Linked DNA regions of Ovis aries: regions 1 and 2 are each linked to region 3. Evidence: chromatin contacts called from public Hi-C data. All regions are on one chromosome and are shown on one strand. Each heading gives the region's core, a stretch centred on a gene start, on an enhancer-like site or on the middle of the called end of the contact. The rest is flanking DNA. Distances are from core to core; before and after follow the strand shown.

The links. Hi-C and Micro-C count contacts between places; a contact is called where the count stands out from the background.
Region 1: a contact with region 3 is called in a Hi-C map of blood, with 2.2 times the contacts expected there. The contact joins the enhancer-like site here to the promoter of ATXN7L1 in region 3. A contact is called at or near these places in 5 of 16 Hi-C or Micro-C datasets (blood, hypothalamus, muscle and 2 more).
Region 2: a Hi-C map of muscle shows a contact between it and region 3, with 4 times the contacts expected there. The contact joins the enhancer-like site here to the promoter of ATXN7L1 in region 3. A contact is called at or near these places in 3 of 16 Hi-C or Micro-C datasets (muscle, skin fibroblasts and tail adipose tissue).

What each region holds. Positions count from the first base shown.
Region 1 is chr4:48,626,825-48,631,426 of ARS-UI_Ramb_v3.0, forward strand. No RefSeq gene overlaps it. Among named protein-coding and RNA genes, the nearest start is that of SYPL1, 65 kb to the right of the region's middle. Within about 2 kb of position 1,592, at least 16 of the 54 cell types and tissues checked have an H3K27ac peak or open chromatin away from gene starts, as enhancers often do. A contact at or near this core is called in hypothalamus, where this site is marked.
Region 2 is chr4:48,237,043-48,241,405 of ARS-UI_Ramb_v3.0, forward strand. It overlaps ATXN7L1 (ataxin 7 like 1), which reads right to left. Exons shown (of 11, transcript XM_060415001.1): 4 at 1,766-2,049. Among named protein-coding and RNA genes, the nearest start is that of EFCAB10, 48 kb to the left of the region's middle. Within about 2 kb of position 2,554, at least 12 of the 54 cell types and tissues checked have an H3K27ac peak or open chromatin away from gene starts, as enhancers often do. A contact at or near this core is called in muscle, where this site is marked.
Region 3 is chr4:48,466,435-48,471,024 of ARS-UI_Ramb_v3.0, forward strand. It overlaps ATXN7L1 (ataxin 7 like 1), which reads right to left and starts at 1,633. Exons shown (of 11, transcript XM_060415001.1): 1 at 1,429-1,633; 2 at 840-908. The coding sequence starts at 1,609. LOC132659732 (a long non-coding RNA gene) reads left to right here and starts at 1,826. Exons shown (of 2, transcript XR_009600478.1): 1 at 1,826-4,590.

The DNA of each region.
Region 1 (4,602 bases), core at 342-2,841, 160 kb after region 3:
CGCTGATCTTAGAGTCTGGCAAATCCATTAAGAACAGTATCTGGGAGGATTTCTGGACCAAACAGGGCTCCCAGAATCATCGTCCCTGGAAAGGCTGGTGTGTCCAGCGCTTTGCAGTTTGCAGGGCTTTGATGCCCCTCGGGCCAGTCACAGAACAATTCTAGGGTGGGGGGAAGAGTTTAGAGGAGAGAAAATTCCCTGTGGAGTTTTAAATCTGTGAATAGCTTTGAGGTCAGCTGCTTCAACCCCTTTGCCATGTAGATGAGGAGAGGAAAGTCCAGAGAGGGCTAGGTGACTACAGCAAGCAGGGCCAGGCTCAGTCTGGGAGCTCTGTCTCTCTCCCACATCCAGCTGCACCTGATGCTGGGAACCCTTGCCTGACTGGGAAGACAGACACCCGGAAAGCCCATGCCCAGCTTGTGGCTGCTTTGTGCCTGAGCCCAGGTTGCATGTGGCTTCCCTGACTGCTCAGCGGGTAAAGAATCTGCCTGCAATTCAGGAGTGAAGGAGATGTGGGTTCTATCCCTGGGTCGGGAAGATTCCCTGGAGGAGGAAAATGGTAACCCACTCCAATATTGTTGCCTGAAAAAATCCCATGAACAGAGGAGCCTGGAAGGCTATAGTCCATGGGGTTTCAAAGAGTCAGATACAACTGAGCAAAACACACAGACACACAGACACACACACACACACACACACACACACACACACACACACACACCAGGGTCCATCACAACACAGCTTCAGCAACAGTCCTTTGTAGGGGAGAGGGGACAAAGCCAGCCCAGCTGATTGCTCCAGCTTTTAGCTGCCCTCAAGAACCTCCACGAGTCTTCTCAAGTCTTAGACACGGAATGTCAGACTTTAGGCGAGAATTTTTCAACCCGAGGATGAGTCAACCCGGAGCATTCCCTAGCCTGTCCTGCTTTTCCAGGAATCTCCTAAAGTGCTGGAACTTAGGGTGGAACTTGAAAGATCAATCCCTGCTTTTAATCCATCACTTCTGTTGAGGACAGATGATTTTTTCAGCACTGGACTGGTCGGTACCACTCGAGGGCAGGGGCGTCCCTTCTTTACTGAAGAACCCCAGGGTCCTTAGCATACAGAGGAAGGGAGAGGGTGGGGGGAGGAGGAAACTTTACAGAGAGGGCTGGGTGCCATTTACACTTTCAATTCCCTCAGATAGGTGGCTGGAGCACTCTCCTGGGTGCCAGAGGCTGGCTGTGCCTGCGGTCTGTCTGGGTGGAGAGGCTGAGGTTGCCCATACAAGCACATTTCCTCAGAAACACATCTGCTCAACCGCATGAAAAACAGCAACTCTGCTGACTTATTTAGCGTCCATTAAGTTCATATTCAAATGAACATGCGGGAAGGAAAGGGGCGGCGTTACTACAGTGCAGAGGCTGGGAGAGGCATTTAAAATGTATGAAGATCTGTGCACCAGATGTTTGTTTCACCTCAAGAAAATAAAATGATAGAACAACACAGAATGAAATGTCACAACCAAATCTCTGTGAGAGCAGCAAGGGAAAGCTGCTCTGTCTCCTGCTCTGGCTTCTCCCGGTCTACTCCAAGTGCACATTGCAAAGACTGGCGTGAGTCCAGTCACAGAGTCTCAGCTCTTGGTGTGAACGGCAGTTACAGCTGAGGCCATCAGTACACACGCAAGACTATCTGAACTCTTGCACGACACAGACTCTTTGCACACGAAGGGTCTCAGCCAGCTGGCTGGTGTTCAGTGGGCTGTGCCAGAGGCAGACATGAATGCTAATGAGTGTGCAGCTGCCCGCAGGTCACAGTGCAAAGGGCGGGAGCCCTGGAATGAGTCCCTGGAAGCTCTCCCTGCATTATGGCGTTAGTCAGCTAGCTGGTACCAAGCCTCCTCTCCCAGCAGGAGGGGCTACACCCAAGCTCATGTTCATGCAGACTGAGGCTTCCTCTCTACCACCGCCTCCCAGGAGGCATCACAACGCTCCGGGTAATGCCTGCACATCTCCTCTGCCTGGAGCCCAGGAGCATGTGTCTTCCTTCAGTGACTTGGTGAACCCTGTGAGCCCATTCACCCTGATACCAGGAATGATAACAGGATGGGGGAATGTGACAATGTCTGCCTGTGTCTTGGGGCTCTCCTTTGGCTTCTTGACCTTTCCCTCTCCCCAGTTTTCCTTAACTCATGTTATGGGATTTCCTCAAATCCAGTTTCTGAGGGCAGGAATTCAGATAGGACCCATGTGGCAGGACCACAGGATGAGGGATCTAGTCACTCCTCAGAGCTACCTCCACCACACTTAGAACCACAAGAGCCTAGTGACAAGGAGCAGCACTTTTAATGCCATCACAAGCCTGGAGGCACAAAGCCAAAGGGCAGGAGTCTCCAAGGAGCCGTGGGGAGGAATTTCTTTGAGTGGTGACCACACAAGGGAAGGAGTTGTGGCTGCTTAGGGTGATGCTCCTGAGATAGTCCTCTTCATCTGTCTCTCTGACAAGCCCAGCCTTGCTTAACCTCAACACCCAGCATATCACTGCCTGCTTTATGACTCTTAGTCTCCCAGAAATGGACAATTCTACAGGGTTGCTTGGATTTTTCTGAAGTCTTTGAGATAACTAGATGGCCCTGTCTTCAGGTGAGCTCATGGCCCTGGGAAAATAAGCTATTTCAAACCCTAAAAGATGATGCTGTGAAAGTGCTGCACTCAATATGCCAGCAAATTTGGAAAACTCAGCAGTGGCCACAGGACTGGAAAATGTCAGTTTCCATTCAAATCCCAAAGAAGGGCAATACCTAAGAATAATCAAAGTACTGTACAATTGCACTCATTTGACATGCTAGCAAAACAATGCTCAAAATTCTCCAACCTAGGCTTCAACAGTATGTGAACCAAAAATTTCAGATGTTTAAGCTGGATTTAGAAAAGGCAGAGGAACCAAAGATCAAATTGCCAACATCTGTTGAGTCATAGAAAAAGCAAGAGAATTCCAGAAAAAACATCTACTTCTGCTTCACTGACTATGCTAAAGCCTTTGACTACATGGATCGCAACAAACTGTGGAATATTCTTAAAAAGATGGGAATACCAGACCACCTTACCTGCCTCCTGAGAAACCTGTATGAAGGTCAAGAAGCAACAGGTAGAACTGGACATAGAACAATGACTGGTTCAAATTGGGAAAGGAGTACATCAAGGCTGTATATTGTCACCCTGCTTATTTAACTTATATCCAGCGTACATCATGTGAAATGGCAGGCTGGATGAAGGACAAGCTGGAATCAAGACTGCCAGGAGAAATATCAATAACCTCAGATATGCAGATGACACTACCCTTATGGCAGAAAGTGAAGAGGACCAAAAGAGCCTCTTAATGAAGGTGAAAGAAGAGACTGAAAAATCTGGCTTAAAACTCAACATACAAAAAAATAAGATCATGGCCTCCGGTCCCATCACTTCATGGCAAATACATGGGGAAACAATGGAAACAGTGACAGACTTTATTTTCTTGGGCTCCAAAATCACTGCAGGTGGTGACTGAAGCCATGAAATTATAAGCTCCTTGGAAGAAAAGCTATGACAAACCTAGATAGCCTATTAAAAAGCAAAGACATTATTTTGCCAACAAAGGTCCATATAGTCAAAGCTATGGTTTTTCCAGTAGTCATGTATGGAGGTGAGAGTTGGACCATAAAAGAATTCTGACTGCCAAAGAATTGATGCTTTTGAACTGTGGTGTTGGAGAAGACTCTTGGGAGTTCCTTGGACTGCAAGGAGATCAAACTAGTCAATCCTAAATGAAATCAATCCTGAAGGAAGGACTGATGTTGAAGCTGAAGCTCCAATACTTTGGCCACCTGATGCGAAGAACTGACTCATTTGAAAAGACCCTGATGCTGGGAAAGACTGAAGGCAGGGGGAGAAGGGGACAACAGAGGATGAGATGGTTGGATGGTATCACCAACTCGATGGACATGAGTTTGAGCAAGCTCCAAGAGATAGTGAAGGACAGGGAAGCCTGGCATGCTGCAGTCCATGGGGTCATAAAGAGTCAGACACAACTGAGCGACTGAACAACAACTGAAAAAGTTGGGGAGGAGTGGTCTGCTCCAAAACCTTCTATGCCCTGATGAGCAGTCTTTGTAAGCTCAGGCGGGAGGGGTAGCTGGCAGAACAGCCACTGAGGTCACTTTCACTGAGTTTCTTTCGGTTCCCCAATTGCACTGCGCTTCCTCACATCTCAGAGCACTCCTCACATCTCAGAGCACTCGGACATGCAACCCTGCTGTCCGGATTTGGTCACTCATTCAAGCAACACACATCTGCCAAGCTTCTTACATACCAGCCACTGTTTTCAAGGTGCAGGGTGAACTAGCTGATGGTGTGGTGGGCTATGAAAATGACAGTGAAGTGCAGCCTGTGCCTTCCTCATCTCAGTACCCCGTCTGCCAGTGCACCACTGTGAGCACATGTGACCCGTGGGTCTCAGGGTGGATCAGCAAAGGAACCCCCAGGGGCACAGGGGTGAAGAGAGAAATTCCAGACCCTGAGGGTGATCTAGGAGGACTGGAAATTCAACCCCTCTTTTCCCCAATACTCATCAAGGTAAGCTCTC
Region 2 (4,363 bases), core at 1,304-3,803, 230 kb before region 3:
TTCTTATGAGCCCTCTCTGCCCACTGAGGAGGGTCTGGGCGCCAGGCCCCAGGCCGCCTGGTGCGAGTTCCTTCCCTTGGGCCTGGTGGAGTCAGCCCTGTGCCCAGATCCACACCAGCACTCGTGTTGGCCTGGAACTGAACAGGTTGTTTGGCTGGGGGCAGGAGCTGGCTGCCAAATGTGAAAGCGAGAGAGAAATAAGCAAAAGACCCAATGAGACAAAACCACCAAAAAATGCAAAACCAACAAACACACACAAAAAATCCCCAAACAACTTCAGATTAAGGTGCTGGCTGAAAGCCACAGTCATGCTTCTGCCAGGACGAGGGAGCCCAGCCTCACTGCGCCCAGACAGATCCAGCAGCTCGTTCAGGGATGTTACCTCCTCTGCAGAGTGACAGTGACCTTTCTCTGCAGGAAGAGAGCTGGGTGCAAGGGGCTCTGTCCACACAGAGAGGCCCCCACCCTCAAAGACAGTGCCAGGCTCTGCCTTTCTTGTGGGACAGTGGGTGAACAGGGCATGGAGAGATTTTCAGGGTAATATAACTGTGTCATTTGAATGCTTTGGGCGCAAGGTACTTTTCAGACCTAAACTTTTTAAAAGTTACAGACATAAAAGAAAACCTGAAATACGGATAAATACAAAGTAAAAAATAAAAATGACCCACAATTCTTGGGGGCACTTAGGAATTATGTTCATGCCAGGGGACACAGCTTCTCTCTCACAGGGCAGTTTTCTCTGTATGGTGGACCCTTGAATAACTTGGGTTTGGACTGTGCATGGATATTTTTCAGTAGTATATACTGCAGTACTACACGACTGGAGGTTGGTTGAACCTGTGAATACAGAGGAACCACATACACAGAAGACCTGCTAGAAATCATATGGGGATTTTCAACTGCATGGAGGGCTGGCACCCCTAATCCCTGCCTTGCTCAAGGGTCAACTATATTTTTCTTTCTTCTGGTTAACAACTAATAAATGGCCAGGGTGTGTGAAGAAGTTATAAAATTTATAGCTTTTCTTGATCTTTTGGAGAAAGTAAAACTGCCAGATTTCCTTTCACAACAAACCCAAAGCAAATACCATCCACTTGGGGGACCCAAGGGCCAACCACTGACTTAAGGACTGGCCATGTGCACCTTTCTGGGTACCTCCAGAGTGCCTACTCTGACAACCAAGTAGATTGCAGAGAGACCCCTCAGCATCCATCTGCTATGCCAGTCTAAGTGTTCCCAAGTGGGAATTCCAGTCTGCTTATGTGGGAAAGGGATCTGTAGCCCCAGACCACAGAATGAACCCGGAAACCAGTGAGACCAAAGGATGGAGATGGGCAGTCAGCACCAATGCGACTGCCCCAAGCCTGCCCTGAGCTACCGGGAGATATCACAGTGGGCTGTCCAAGTCTGCAGCCCTGAGACTTTTCAGAATCTAGGGGCGATTTATCCTGTCAGAGCAAGGACAAAGCCCTCCGAATCCACAGAGTGCTGTGGGGGTGCAGAGCTCCCTGCCTTGGGAAAACCAGGATAACTCCTACTAAGTGCTGAGCTAACTCAGCCCAGCCATCATCAATCTAGCCCGGGATTAAGAGAATCAGTTCTCCCCTGCATTTTGAGATGGGAGTTCCTGTTTGTAGGTAAACTCCGTGTTCCCCTTAAAATGAAACAGACCTGTTCAATTATAAGATCACATCACTCCCTAGTTCTGGACGCAACTCAGCTGTAGTCTGATCATGAGCCAGACTCAAAGAACACAGACACGTACCTGAAAGTCTCCTGTAAGGCTTGTTGTTGTTTTTGGTGCCGTTTTGGTGTTTCTTGTCTATGGTGGTAGACAAAATTCCTTTGCCATTTAAGATCTTCTCTGGGGAAGGTGGCACTGACTTGGACATCAAGACCGGCTTAATGACAGGTGGGGTGGAGACGGCAGAGGATGAGGTGGAGCAGGAGGGGACCGCAGGAGTGGCTGTAGAGTTCATTTTGACATTGGCACCATCTGCCTTCACTAGGTTAGGAATTTTCTCTAAACTGACTACGGGAACCGGAACACTGAAAAATAAATGAACAAACACACACACAATTGCCTTCTTTGATACATCTGGTCTGCTGAGAAGATATCCCTGCTTATCGTTATCAGGACACTTCCTTATCACTTATTTATACTCCTCCTATAAGCGAGCAGCAGGATTCCAGTTTTGATGGGAGAGAGATGCATGCCTCAGAAAAGACTGACAGCGATGTGAAGTTGGCATGGTGCCAGGGATGGCATCAGTGCTGACTGATTACCTCCTGGATCAGTTGTCCCCATAGATCCTGTCGCTCCCCCATTCCTCAGTCCCCTTTGTCAGCAGTCTCCAAGACAGCACCTTGGGCAGAACAGGGTGCCTGCTGTGAAGCTCAAGAAGCAGTACAGTCTGTCCCTGAAGACAGTGTGCCATGGAGCCGCGTGCTGAATCACGCCCCCTCCCCCGCTGCTCGGCTAGTCTCCCACCCGGGCGACCGGGCCTGACATCTGCTCAGCTCGGAGTGCTGACAGGCTCACAGTACATGGAGGCAGGGCTGTGGGCCAGCGGGCCATGCTCCGTGCTGTCAGAGGACTCCTGGATCACTCATGTCCCAGGGATGGGCTGCCATAGAACATTATCTAATATTCCATTTTAGGCAGCTAGTTATGTAAATAGGCAGTTCTCAAGGCTGGCAGGTGAGAGGATGAATCTTAAGAAGACAGAGCACAAAGGTATATGTTTGCTCTTTAGAATCTGTCACTCTAGCCCTGCCTCCCTGCCATTTCTCCTGTAATGGATATGCATTTGATTTCTGTGCATTTCACGCTGGAAGACCCTGTGTCTAGGGGGCGGTGGAGGACTCCATCTCCGGGTCTGAAAGGATGAGACGAGATGAGTAAGCTTTGCTTTGGTTCTTGAACTAGATTCCCTTTCCTCCTTGCAGGAGGGTGGAATGCAAACACTTCAGCACCCTCAAGTCATCTCTGAGCTGAGAGTGTAGCCGACTTAGCTCTCTGAATGCCAAATGGGCTAAACTAGGGCTCAGACATGCCTGCAGACAATGAAGGGCATGAAAGACATGCCGGTTTTGCAGGGGAGGAGTTTTATCTGTCCTCACGGCTGGCTGGTTCTCCCTTCTCCAAGATGCATTCACAGATCATTTCTTTGATCAATTTGTTCATGAAATTATTTCAGCAACCCCCTCAGCCCTTGTTGTTGTTGCTAGCCCTTGCCCCTTTCCTGACTTTGAAACAGGATCCCGGATGTTATTTATAGGCCTTTGCCAGTGAGAAGGCACTCAGTGGTGGAGCACACTGCCCCCAAACCTCAGACTTCACCCCAAGACCATGCGGTTTCTTGGCCTGGGGAAGTATGGGGTGGGACCTCAAGCCCCACGTAACGGGAAACTGCAATAGCAGTTTTAAGTAAGATACCAAGTTACTGACAGTTCTGTCTTTGATCAGTGTCTCAATCACTGAGATAAAGCTACACTGCCACCACTTTCTAGTTAATGGCAATTCTCAAAGCACTCATCCTATGGCTGAAGAACAGCACAAGAAGCCCTTGAAAAGTCAACACACTAAGAAGCTGCAAAAGAGATTGCCTGGTGAAATTAGGGTTGCACCTGACTTCTTCTAAATGGTAAAATACGCAATGCTATGGGATACTAAATTCTTCCAGGCTCGTTCCTTCAAAGGTACAAATTACAGAAAGCAAGGTGGTGAAGAGGAATTTGTACACCATGATCTAGGCAGCATTATTCATAATGGCCAAAAGGTGGAAGCAACCTTAATGTCCACTGATGGATGAATGGATAAACAAAATGCGGTAGATACATAGAGCGGAATGCTATTCAGCCTTAGAAAGGAAGGAAATTCTGACACGTGGGTGAAGGTTGATGACAGTATGCTAAATGAAATAAGCAAGTCAAAAAGATTACTAACTCCATGATTCCAACTGTACAAGGCGCCTAGAGCTCAGGTTCATGGAGACTGAAAGCAGGATGGTAGTTGCAGGGGAGCTGTTGTTTAGTGGGTACTAAGTGGCAGTTCTGCAAGCCTTTTTACACTTAACACCCCTGAACTATACATTAAACATGGTTAAGATGGGAAATTTTGTTATGTGTGTTTCACCAAAGTTTAAAAAATTTTAAATGCACAAACTGGGATTGTTATAAAACTCATGTAGCTTATTCTCCAATATCCTGATTTTAAAAAAATATAAGAACCTGCTTAAAAAGCTCTTGTTGCTTTATTTGTCACCCTTGTTCTAACCTGTTGACTTCTACTTCTTTAGAAACAAAGGGAAGCTTCAAGTGTTGACATGCACACATGGACTCGTAGCCAGGTGAGAAGATT
Region 3 (4,590 bases), core at 383-2,882:
TTCAGTCCAACACATTTACAAGACACCAGTTGGTAAATCACAATTCAACTGAACCCATCCATTCGTTCAAGAGAAGTGGTCTCTGGAGTTGCTCCATGTGAAGCCCATAGGCCACAGCTACATATGGTAGACTTGCAAACATGAACAGGCCATAATTTATTTATGATGACCATGTGTGTTTGATGCCCAGTTCCAGCAGGCTGTGGCTTCACTCACCTGCCTCTGTCTGGGATGACCTAGCTACTCACTGTGTTCCATTTTAGGTACTGTATTTCCACGCTGGGGAAACAGAGAGGGGTGACCGGCTGAAGGCTATATACACAGATGCCCCTGCTCACCACATTAGAATCTGTGACCAAATGTAAAGTGGGCCAAATGTAACTTGCTGCAAAGGTTTGCCATGTACCACGGTTTTTAGTGGAGAAGTAGCTGCTGGGATGACTGACCACGTGGGGTTCATTAAACTGTTGTGTATTTACCCACAAGGAAGGCTGGGATACTTGTGAGTGGAGCCCTGCTCCTCATTTCAACAATTTCCACCCCCCACCATTTGGCAATAATGCTCCAAAGGCGAATAGCAGATATGTATCAGAAGGTCCAAATGTGGACTCCAGCTGAAGTGCAGGAAACTTCTGCCTTCAATAGTCTCGACCCCTCTACCCCCCAGTTGCATTTGTACTTTGAAAGAAGTTACCATGAAGCAGTAGTCACCTGGGCGTGCTCAATTTTTGACAAGCCTTAGTCACTCTGTACCCAGCAGAACAATTCACATTATAGTCGAAATCCTGTGAAGATTCTGCCACACATGCTAACACTAAAATGCCAGTAGCTCCACTTACCTTCTTTATTAAGCCTCATAACCTCCCTGCTTTTTCCACCCTCTTTTCCAGCCTCTTCTAAATCTACATCTGCAGATGAAAAAGAAAAGGAAAAAAGAAAATAAGGAAAAAAAGAGAAAAAAAAGGGGGGGAGGCAAAGTCAAGGGGGGAAGGGAGAGTGTTTATTTGCAAACAGATCGATATAAATACTGGATATGAAAATCTTTCAAAAATTGACAATGCAACATTTTCTCCCAAGTCCGGATTTCCATCTACCTGGCCCATATAGGTACCAAAAAAAAAAAAAAAACTATGCAAGCAGCAACAGAGTAGCCTTTTAAACGGATACACCGTGGGGCTGTGAAAGCCCACCCCGCGGGCTGCCACGGGGAGAGGGCACAGACAGACAGACAGACAGACAGCCCTGGCAGCAGGGCCTCTCTCTGTGCACTGATGATCTGTCTCTGTGTGTATTTATTTAGAGAGAGGGAGAAGCATGGAGGACACCGGGGGCCACTCTCTCTCCACACACACACTTTTTCCCAGTGGCTCTAGGTGAATGGAAAGGTTACAGGGTAATAAAAGGAGGAGGAGGCGGTGGGGTTCTTACTGTCGGAGCAGTGTAATTTGGCGGCGTCGATCCAGGAGGACCAGGGTTTGCCCAGAAACGCCTCCGGACTGGGCACTTTGCGATCCAGTGTCGCCATTGCTCTTCCTTCTTGTTGCTTTTTCCCTGTTCCTTCGGCAGCAGCAGCCGAGAGACACGGGATTCGAGAACGCTCCGACGTCATCTTCGGAACGTTCCGACATTGAGTGTTCTGAAAGGGGGAGGGAGGGAGGGAGGGATGGGAGGAGGGAGGCGGAGGAGGAGGAGAGAGCAAGGAGGAGGAGCCGGCGTTCAGCGCCCTGCCGGGCTCGGCTCGGCTCTCGGCATCCGCGGCCGCCAGGGGCAGCAGAGAGGCGCCCCGAGGCCCGGCGCCTGCACGCCTGCCGCCAGCACGCCCGCCGCCGGGGGCGGGGCTGAGCGCTGGGACCAGAGGATGCAGCGCGGGGCGTGAGGATGCTGCGGCTCCGCCGGCATCCGGCGCCCGCTAGCCCGGGTCCTAGGGGCCAGACATGCGAGAGGGGGTTGAGGGCGACCTGGGAGAGGCGCGACCTGGGGCCGTGGGAGGGGTGGTCTTCCCCGCAGAGTTGCGCTCCAGGACGGAAAGTTTTTGCGTGCGGCCCTTCCAGCGCGCCCTGCCCTCGCCAGTCCTGTCGCCCACGGTGAGGCGCCCCCGAGAGGATCCCTGCGGCTTAGTGGAGAGGGGCCGAGCAACGCCCCTTCCCCGACGACCACCTCAAGGGAGGAGACCCCGGTGACCTCTCCTCCCAGCCACCACTCCCTCCACCTTTTCTTCTCTTGCTCGGTGGACCTTGGGTGGTGGAGGATTCTGCGGATGCCTTTTGGGAGCTGAGAGCAATGGGTATATGGAAGTGGTTCTAAAAAACAGGTGAGTTTGGAGCTAGAGGAGCTGCCTTCCCATCTCAGGCTGCGGGGCGTTGCAAAGCTCAAAACTCGGGGCCCCGCAATGCGAGTCTCCGTCTCTCAGAGAACCACTGTGCACACTTTGCTCCACATCCACGGTAGTGGGAGTGCGGACTCACCCACTCTCCGAAGATGCTGCTTAGCGGACCAAGCCCCTGGAGCCGTTTCCAGCGCTTCCTCCTTTGAGATGAGGGTCGCCTGGATTAGCGCAGGCAATCAGGGATCTGATTCTTGGGAGAATTCACTTGAGGCTTAACTGCTCTGGCCAGCTATTAATAGAGAGGAAGCGTTAAATTTCTTCTGGATTTTGGACATTTGATGCTTTCATTGAGATTCCCACCACTTCCTCCCTCCTCCCCCAGGGGTTGGCAGCAAAGGTGTTAAAAGGTTTTCTGGTATCTCTCATTAAAAAAATTTTTTTTCATTTTCTGGGAATTACCTAAAATATATAGACTCTACCCCACAATCGACATATTTCCCTCTTTTCCCCCGGCACCCTTTTAGTTCTCACAGACTATTTCTGCCCCGTGACTGAAGCTCAGGGATTTGAAGTTTCTTTGTCATGAAGTCTGCTCTGGCTCTGTCATCTAATGTCCCTGCACTTGGCATCCTGTACGTCAAAGCCAGGATCAGGATGGGCGATGAAGGAGGAGCTTCCGGTTGATCTTCAGTTGTGATGTTTGTGTGAATGGGCTTGTTTTTGGTCAGACCCGAATAAATTTCATTTGCCTTTGCTCTCTTTGGAAGTGTTCCTACATAGGAACCGCTAAATGGCTAAGGTGTCACGGAGTGGAGATTCTCATTTGAAGGACTGAGAGTGTTAGTAGATATTTTTTTTTTACTTACTGATCTCATATGTCAGACACCGTGCTCAACATTTCCATCCATCCATACATCTTTTCAATAATTATTGCTTGTCATGGACTACCATCCCGAGCAGAGAAGGACAAGTGAGACCCAGGCTAGTTCTGGTGATGATGCAAACTGATGGTCTCTGTGGAAGAAGGAAGGTGTGAAACTTACCAGCTTCTTGGAAAAACAAGCCATGTACACAGTGACTGGCCAGGTCAGTGAGTGGTGTGGCCTCTCAGAGCGGTACCTGTCTGTGGGAGGAACTGAACTCTAGTTTGGAGTGATCAGAAAATGTGTCACAGAGAAGATTAGGCACAGAGGAAACTACTCTGCTCTGCACTTTGGAAATGGGAGAGGATTTATAATGGTAAGGTGAAGATTGGTCTTGCCAAGGGAAGGGGGAGTAATGGTGTCAGCAGAGGCTTCAAGCTGAGCAACTGTGGTATGTTTTGGTGTTGAGTGTGGTTTACCTGGGATGATGGATTATTATTTGGGATTTGGGAGTGATAAGTTTGTAGTCAGACTTGGGTCAAATTATGAAAGTCATCTTATGGCAGCCTAAAGAATTTGGGTTTTGTTGACAATGGGGAGCCACTAAAGGGCTTTCTGTAGTAAAAGGATAAATAGAAAGTATGACTTCGAAAGATTACTTTCTGGCCTTGATATCCAGGATGTATTGGACTAGAGACGCTGGTGAGAAAAGTGGTGATGCACTATTTATGGTGGAAGAAATGAAAGCCTGAACTTTGGTGATCCCTTGCATATGGAGAAGAGAGGGCAGGTGTGAGAGACACTGTGAAGTAAGGGGCCTCATCCGAGGATGTGCTGCATGACTGGATTTGGGGAAAGGGAGAGAGAGAGAGAGCTCAGAGGTAGAAGTAATGAGATCTCGGAACATTTTCCTCTGCCCCTACAGCTTTCCAATATTCTTTCCATTTTGGTGTTTATTCCTCATTGTGTATGTAAAGGTATATGCAAAGGTGGTAGACAGCCTCTCGGATGACCCCAATGATGCCCACATCTTCATGTGCGTGTCCTACTGTGTGGGCTGGACCTAGTGACTTGTTTCTAACCAACAGAATGTGGCAGAGTGATGTTCCTTCAGAGGTTAGGTTACAAAAAGACTGTGGCTTCTGGCTCGCTCACTCTTGTTCTCATTGACTTGCTCTTAGGGAAGGCCACAGCCATGTTGTGAGGTACCCATTGGAGAGGTGGGTGTGGCAGGGAACAGAGGAAGCCTCTGGCCAACAGTCCGTGAAGAACTGAGGCTCTTTGTTCAGTAGGCTGTGAGGTGCTGAATCCTGTCAACAGCCACGTGAGTCTGGAAGTGTATCCTTTTGCAGTCAAGCCTTGAGATCACAGCCCTGGCCCTCAACTGTGAAAGACCTTGAG